3 separate regions of the Mus musculus genome follow, and all the other regions are linked to region 3. A link is a contact called in public HiCAR-type and promoter capture Hi-C data. All regions are on one chromosome and are shown on one strand. The core of a region is the stretch at or near the end of the contact, and the rest is flanking DNA. Distances in the headings are between cores, read along the strand shown.

What was found. Promoter capture Hi-C pulls out the DNA fragments that hold promoters and counts their contacts. HiCAR-type assays count read pairs that join an accessible place to other places.
Region 1: a HiCAR-type map of astrocytes shows a contact between it and region 3, with 7 times the contacts expected there. The contact joins the promoter of A730081D07Rik here to the promoter of Snrnp48 in region 3. A contact is called at or near these places in 5 of 39 promoter capture datasets (the 3T3-L1 cell line, cranial neural crest, hippocampal neurons and 1 more), 1 of 484 Hi-C or Micro-C datasets (CD4 T cells), 2 of 115 datasets of contacts at active chromatin or transcription factors (astrocytes and large pre-B cells) and 1 of 9 other capture datasets (adipose tissue).
Region 2: a promoter capture Hi-C map of pre-B cells shows a contact between it and region 3. The contact joins the promoter of Fars2 here to the promoter of Snrnp48 in region 3. A contact is called at or near these places in 2 of 39 promoter capture datasets (liver and pre-B cells), 1 of 484 Hi-C or Micro-C datasets (CD4 T cells) and 1 of 9 other capture datasets (liver).

Annotation. Positions count from the first base shown.
Region 1 is chr13:40,999,698-41,002,397 of GRCm38.p6, forward strand. A730081D07Rik (RIKEN cDNA A730081D07 gene) reads right to left here and starts at 1,449. Exons shown (of 5, transcript NR_155347.1): 1 at 1,369-1,449. It overlaps Pak1ip1 (PAK1 interacting protein 1), which reads left to right and starts at 1,313. Exons shown (of 10, transcript NM_026550.3): 1 at 1,313-1,716. The coding sequence starts at 1,633.
Region 2 is chr13:36,116,305-36,119,004 of GRCm38.p6, forward strand. Fars2 (phenylalanine-tRNA synthetase 2 (mitochondrial)) reads left to right here and starts at 1,339. Exons shown (of 7, transcript NM_024274.3): 1 at 1,339-1,701. Lyrm4 (LYR motif containing 4) reads right to left here and starts at 1,053. Exons shown (of 3, transcript NM_201358.2): 1 at 771-1,053. The coding sequence starts at 856.
Region 3 is chr13:38,203,508-38,206,207 of GRCm38.p6, forward strand. It overlaps Snrnp48 (small nuclear ribonucleoprotein 48 (U11/U12)), which reads left to right and starts at 1,432. Exons shown (of 9, transcript NM_026382.2): 1 at 1,432-1,621. The coding sequence starts at 1,466.

The sequences.
Region 1 (2,700 bases), core at 199-2,698, 2.8 Mb after region 3:
AGATGAGACTTTTCACTTTGTTCCAAGCTAAGGAGACATGTTCCAACTTTAGTGGTTCTCTGGTGAAAATGATTAACATGCTCAGGACAACTTAGCAATACCTGGAGATAAATTAAGTAACACAAGGGTTGCAAGTGGAATAGCCCAAACTGGAAGAGCCTTTACACAATTGAAAAATCATCAAAACACCCAAAGTCAAATTAATTACTTCCCCCTATACTCAAGCAAAAGAGGCTGTGTCGACAATTTGCAGCCTTAGAGAACAAGTGTTTGGAAACAATGTCTAAGCACTTAAGAACTCCATTAATTCACAGGCCTGTGTGAAGATCTGACATAAGCACCAACCCACCCGCTTTGACATATGCACTCATCCCTGACCCCGCCTAAAGAGAAAGGAAAAAAGGATATTATTGCTTTCATTAACCTCTGCACCTCCCCCCCTTAAAGATTTATTTATTTATCTTTATGCATAGGAGTACACCACCATTGCTTCCTTCAGACACACCAGAAGAGGGCACTAGACCCCATCACAGATGTTTGTGAGCCACCATGTGGTTGCTGGGAAATGAACTCAGGACCTCTGGAAGAGCAGACAGTGCTCTCAACCGCCTAGCTATCTCTCCAGCCCTGCACTTTGTCCCTTAACTCGGGTAGAGATGTAGCCACTGTCCTCCTCCCTCAAGACAAATCTTTTTTCCTGTACCATAGGTCAGCACATGGCCAGTCTGATTAGATACAAGAAGCCAGTAGGCAAGAAAAGCTGAGGAGATGGACGGCTTGCCTGCAGGCGGGACACGGACTGGCAGGCCCGGGCTCGCAATCCAGCGAGGGGACACTGCCAACTCCGGGTCCCGCGAGCCCTGACCGTCCCCGGGCCGACCCTAATCTGCTCTCTCTCGGCACGAAAACAAAACCCTTTGCTTGTGATCCGAGCCATGGGGAAGCTGCAGGAGGAAAACGGGTGCAAGGAGGCGCCAGGCTGGGCGACGAAGTGAGACTGGCTGCAAATAAGAAAATCATAGTTAATCCCAGCACCCGGGAGGCAGAGGCAGGCGGAGCTCTGAGTTCGAGGCCAGCCTGGTCTACAGAGTGAGTTCCAGGACTGTCAGGGCTACACAGTGAAAGCCTGTCTTCAAAACAAAACAAAACAAAACAAGAAAAGAAAATCATAAATGGAGGAAATGCATTCCGGATCCCCAAATCACAGCAACCCTCCAGGAACTACAAGGGTTGTCTAGACAACCGCTGGCCACCGGAGCCGGAAGTGGGCCCGCCCCTTCCTTAGGCGCGCCGGAAGTTGGGGCTTCCGGGGAGAAGTTCCCTCCCATTTCCCAAGGCCGGCGGAGCCCACGGCTTCCCAGGACTTGCCTGCTTGACACAACTTTTCTTTCTCTCTGCTCTGAGAGCCTCCTCCCGCGGCTTCCTTCCTTAAGCTCGTCGCAGAAGGGTCACGTGACGTCCCACGTAACGGAGGACGGAGCGCGTCCTCCGTTATTGCCATTTGCAGGCGCCTAAAAGGTGCCCCCGGGCGGTGACGTATAACTCGCGCGCCGGCTGAGGAAGGGAAGGGCCAGCCTCCGCAGCCATCGGGTCTCCACGCCGGCGTCTCTTGCCCGGCACGAGTGCTGCGGAATGGAGCTGGTCGCCGGCAGCTACGAGCAGGTCCTGTTTGGGTTCACGGTACAGCGCGGGCCCGCGAAGAGTGGCCATCAGGAGGTGAGGCAGCGCGAGCCCCGGGGCTGCGGGGGACAGGCGGGCTGGTCCTTCCGGGGCAGGACCGTGGAGGTTGTTATTTATCGCTGGTTCTCTATGGGTCTTGGATGGCGGACTTTGTTGGAAAACGGACAGGTTTATGCAGCTAATCCCAGCTCTCGAGAGGTTGAGGCAGGAGGAGAGTGAGCTCAGAGCTTGTGTGGAAAGATCCTGCTCTTTACAGAGTAGAGGCTTCTCAGAATTGAAATAATATTTACTTGCTATAGTAGATAAAATGTCTACAGTAGGTAACGAGGAATGTTCATCTCTGTCGGGAGTGGATGAATGGCTGCCAGAAGTGGTTGGGGCCAACGTAGGGAGGTGACGGAGAGAGGAGGGCTAATGCTTGCAGAAATGAAGTTTGATGGGAGGAATGACTGATTGCTTTTTTTTTCCTTGAAAGGTAACTATAGTTGACAGCATTAATTGTGTATTTTAAACTAGCTACTACAGCGTATTTTGAACCAGCTCAAAAGGGGTTGCCTTTTTCATATCTGATCTATGTATGCATTCAAATATCCCATTGTGCTCCATAAATATATACAGTTATTATCTGATAATTTAAAAGGTTAAGAAAAACCTTAAAGCATTCCTAAGGCATGAAAAAATAAGGTGTGCATTTAAGCTGACAATGATTGTAGTTCTTAAAGTTCTAATGTAAAAATAACTTCACCTTTCACTGAGTTTCTGTCCTGATTAACAAACTACTATAGGACTGGAGACATGACTCAGCGGTTAAGAGCGCTGGCTGGACTGGAGACATGGCTTAGCGGTTAAGAGCACTGGCTGTTCTTCCAGAGGGTCCTGGTTCAGTTCCCAGCACCTACACGGCAGCTCACAACTGTTTGTTAACTCCTGTTCGAAGGGATCTAATATCCTCCTACAGGCATACATACAGTCAAAACACCAATCTACATAAAATAAAAATACATTATACACAAAAGAACT
Region 2 (2,700 bases), core at 89-2,588, 2.1 Mb before region 3:
AAGTAGGGGAATAGGCCAAGCAAGGAAAGAAATGGGGCAGAGTTAAAAATGTAAGTTTTAGTGCATTTAAGTGAGGTGCACGCATAGTAACTCATTAACATACATTTTATAACTTAAAATAAATTTAAGTTTTAAATGTTTTTGAAGAATTGATGCTCCTGTCCTCTTGTTATAGGTCCTAGACTCTAGGATCTAGCAGTAAGATTTCAGTTTGGCGAGGCTGGATAAACTAAGAATTCAGTTTTTAAAGGCTTAGCAACTCATTTTACCTTTAACATGAATATGTAGCCCCTCTCCACCATCCTTTAGTAAGAACGTATCTGATACTTGGAACCAACGTCACGAATTAAAACACTAGTGAAATGAAAGGGGGCCCTAGAGCAAGCCTTCAGTTTTGTGTCCACGTGGTCTAGACTGCCTGCTTCCACTCTTGTAATCTCAAGGCAAGATATAGGTATGCCCTAAGTTTCCTTGTCCTAGCTTCTCACTGGTAGCTTCGCGTTCATCACTTTGTACCGCAGAAACAGGACACTGTTTAATGGTCCTAAAGCCCCTATGTGGGTGTCAGTTCAGGGAAGGTATCCCAGCATTTGAAGGGCAAGTCCTTGGCTCCTCCCCTCCAGGGCTCTGAGGGTCACACCTGGGGGTGGACAGTTGCACGTGCGCGTCATGGGAGTGGAGCCTGTCACTTTCACAGGTTGTGGCCGCCTGATCCGCGACCCCCGCAGACAGAGCTGGGCACCCGATTCCCGGCCCTCCCCCCGGGTCACCTGTAATTGTAGGCGCTGAAATGCTTGCTCTCTCTCATCATCGCCCGGTACAGATCTAAAACTTGTGCGCGGCTGGAGGCTGCCATGTTGAAAATAAACAAAAACAAACAAACCAAAAAACACCCTAACAACAAAACCAAACAGGTCCTTCTTCGTAGAAGCCCCAAGTTTAACTGAACCCAAATGTCAAACGATGCAAAAAAAAAAAAAAAAAAAAAAAAGCACGCTGGAAGGCAGGAGAAGAGAGGCTCCGCCTGGCTCGCGCGCGGCCTGGCTCGCGTCCTGCGCGAGAGGTGGCGCCGCAGGCAGGGCGGCGGGCAGCTAAGGGGTGGCGCCCGTGTCCTGGAGGCTCCGCGTTCCTCACAGGCTCCTCGGGCGGCAGGAGGCCGAGCCGTCCAGCCCCAGGCTCGCTCCTCGGGAGGACAGTCGCGGGCTCGAACACCAGGGCTCAAAGCCTCCTCCGCCTTTCGAACCGCCCGGGGGCGTGGCCGAGATCCCGGTGTCTCCTGACACCACGCCCCCTACACCTGCCTAGGCCCCGTTGCCTGGGTTACGAGCCGCGCTCCCCAGCCCTGCCCCTGCCCGGCTCGGCTGTCTTTGGCGCTGCCTGACCTGCTGTGCACGAAAACGAGGGTGACTTTGCTTTGGATCCGTCTGGTTGGCAGCCTGAGTTTATCAGTGTCATCGTGACTGGGGGACGCAGCGCCAGTGGTGCGGAGGTAACTAGCTGGCGACTTCCTGGCGCACCGGCTTGTCTTTGGGCGAGCGGCTCAAGGGACCTAGGGCCCTGGCCTCTTCCCGTCAAGATGGCGGCGCCCAGCGCGCCCAGCGTCTCGGTAGCCAGAGGTTAAGCTCAGTGACGGCGGAGTGAGTGTGTGGCCGCTTTGCGGACTTCGAAACGCCCGCGTTTGGTTTCCCCGGCGTACGCTGGGTGAGTGCTGGCCTTGCTGCAGAGTAGAGGTGTCAGGTCGCCGACTGTTATGCACTTTGCATTCGGCTGTGACTTCCATTTCCGGGATCTTCACTAAGGGGCTACACTATTTTTTGTTTGTTTACTATTTTTTCTTTCTTTTCTTTTCTGTTTTTTTTTTTTTTTCTTTCCTGTTTTTGAGACGGGGTCTCGTTTTGTAGTCCAGACTGCCCTTGAGCTCCTGGTCACAGATTTCCCGGTGCTGGGATTAAAAGTGTGGGATGCACTACTGTTTTTGTTAAGAGCACGGTTTTGTAGTGCGTAAACATAAATAAACAAACAAGCACATAAATAAATTAGATGTCATGATTAATAAGGGAACCCTTAGGACTTTAGGGGATTTCCTAGACATCATTTCAGACCCAAGGCAAAAAGAGGGTTTTTCTCAGCTTTTAGCTATCACGGACCAGCTTACTAAAGTACTTAAGTTTTTGGGTTGTTCCTTGATCTTAGGACTGTGCGAAGAGAAGCTTCGAATAATTCTGGTTCTTGTGTTTGGAACTCACTCGTTAGTTTTGGAATATTGTTTTATATTAAGATGGTGCAACAAGCCACTACCTGCAAATTCTCTGTCCCTAAATACAGCAAAGAGTCATTTTAACGATAAGACGGAAGTCAATTTACCATGCCTTATCATTTGTTTTGGTGTATCAAGCTTTCATTCTCTATTCGAAACAATCTGTGTTTTTCTGGATCACATGTTTGCAACTTGTTGTCCTTGAATCTAAGTATACCTACTCGTCTTGATGTAGTGGCAATCAAAGGTATTGACGATACAGTGCTTTTATAAAAACACTCTTAAGCCCCTGTTTGATTTTTGTCTTAGTCAAAATAGATTTTTAAATTTCAAATTTAATTTTTAAATAAATGGAACAGAACTTGCCTTTTGTTCCCTTTCTGTTTGTTTGATCAGGTCACTGACTCAAGTTTAATGGGATCCATTAATATTTTGAGTTTTAC
Region 3 (2,700 bases), core at 182-2,681:
CAAAAATGTTTATATTTGGTTTTTATTGAATTGAGCTTATCTATATCAAATTCCCCTTTTAGAAAAATGACTGCATAGCTAACTGCTACTCTGGCAACAGGCATCCATGTGGTACACAGACATATATGCAAAATATCATAAAATGCACTTTTTACATGAAAAATATTCAAGACAGCATGTTACTACCTGAGAGTTACAGTATTCTATGTTGTTAACAGGATGCTTTACAAACTGTTAAACTGTCACTGAACTAACATTTAGTCTCAGTGAATACAGTGTGGCCAATGACCACCTAGTGATTTCGAATTCAGGACCACCACTCTCAGGAGGAGAAGCCAAATGTAACTCAGACAGGAATTTGGTCTCTTAGATACCCCAGCACAGTCTCTCTCTCTCTCTCTCTCTCTCACACACACACACACAACAGGGTTTCTCTGTATATCCCTGGCTGTCCTGGAACTCACTTTAGACCAGGCTGGCCTCGAACTCAGAAATCTGCCTCCCAAGTGTCTGCCTTCCAAGTGCTGGCCAAGAGCCTGGCTCTCTCTCTTCCTTCCTTCCTTTCTTTCAAAGATTTATTTATTTATTATATGTAAGTACACTGTAGCTGTCTTCAGACACACCAGAAGAGGGCATCAGATCTCATTACGGGTGGTTGTGAGCCACCATGTGGTTGCTGGGATTTGAACTTCGGACCTTCGGAAGAGCAGTCGGGTGCTCTTACCCACTGAGCCATCTCACCAGCCCTCTTCCTTTCTTTCTTAAAGATATATCTATCTATCTATTTATCTAATGTATAGGAGTACACTGTAGCTGTCTTCAGACACACCAGAAGAGGGTATCAGATCCCATTTTAGATGGTTGTGAGCCACCTTGTGGTTCCTGGGAACTGAACTCAGGACACCTCTGGAAGAGCAGTCAATGCTCTTAACCAGTCCTGTTCTAAATTAAGAAATAATAACCAATTATAGCCAATTGGTTAAAACATAATAAATTGCTTTAAAAAGAATTTGAAGAGCCGTTTCAGGAATTTTCTGTTTGATCATGCATTGTGATTATGTAGGAAAATGTTCTGAGGATGTGCATAATAGCATTTGGGATAAAGAATCTAGAAGTAATTGTAAGAGGGAAAACGCTAATGAGCTGGAGAAAGGCTACACTGACACTTTCTGTGTTGTTCTTTAAACTTTCCTGCCGATATAAATAATTTCTCCTAAAAACATCGAAGGAGCAGCGGAATGATGCTCAAAGCTGGGACGCAAGTTCTAACCTGCTACGCAAACTAAACCCAGAAGAGCGTGGAAACACCTTTCAAAACTACCGCTTCCGCCCTGCCCGTCGGCTCTTCCCGATAGGCTGGCGCCATCCCGGGGCCCCGCCCACGGCTCCCAGAAGCCCGTGCGCGCCCAGAAGCTCGTGCGCGCCCAGCAGTTCCGCCTCTTCCTGCCTGAGGTGAGCTGCCATCATGGAGACCGAACCTCCTCCTCTGGAAGAGCGGCGTCGGCTCCAGGAGGAGCTGAGCGAGTTTGTGGAGAGCTGCTGCCGGACGCTGGAGGAGGTGACGGCGTCCCTGGGATGGAGCCTGGATCAGCTGGACCCCGGGGACGAGGCGGAGGCCGAGGTGAGGGGCGAGGTTGCCCGGCCTTTCCCGGGCCGCTGACTTCTCGCCGTGGGAAAGGCGCCCGGGGAGCCCACTTCTCTCCATCCCGGTGCGATGCAGGGGAGGACAGGGCTCGTCCGGTGCATATCCCGGGGGCGCTGCTGCTGAGGTTGGCGATTTGCTTCGTCATGATATAAGGATTCTGCATTGCGTTAGATTCAGTGTTCACTTTTCTCTATCTTAAACCCGGACGCTTCCCACTCGGACAGGACCGATTGTGGGACGATTAAAGGGCGCCACCAAGGAATGGTAGCTAGTAGCGGACCCCTAAGGAGTGTATTAGAGTGAATTATCCTGACTTATTTAATAGGTGCAGGATAGAGGGAATTTGCGTTGCGCGGTGATTTCTTATACCCTCTTCATTTACTATGATGCAGTAACAAGGTTTAAGTCATATGTCGATGGAAATATTTAAGATATATGCAATTTACGTACAAGCTAATCACCATTGTCTTAAAATTGAAGTGGAAATTGGAAAGAAAAAAAACCCTTCATTGTACCTTTACAAGTATATTTGGAGTTGTGAATTAACCAATATAGTTCATGGCTTAAAGCCTAGTAACGATGCTGTAAAAATGGATTTGGGGGACAACTGAAAAAGTTTGAGGTATGAATTGATAATTTTATGAAATTTCCAGACCATTGAGAATGGAGGGCCCCACCACTCCTTCATTTATTATCGAGATATTAGACAACATCGTGATATTAACACTTAACACGTTCTAAATGGCACTGCGTTACTTCATTTAAAATTCGTATCCCAAGGAGGCTAGAATAATTGGCAGCATTTTACAAATGAAGAAACAAAAACATCCCAGTGGGATTGGCAACTGGGACTTGCAGGCCTTCTGATTTCTGAGGTGTATTTTGCTTAACCGCTATATGAAAGTCCATTGTAAAACTCCCAGATTATCCAGTAAACCGTGAAGTACATGATTATCTGATACTCACTGTTGTAACTGGCTTAAAAAATCTGGTAAATGACATTGATAGTTTTGAGACTAGTCCAGATAATTAATCAATTTCCATGTTTCATGTGC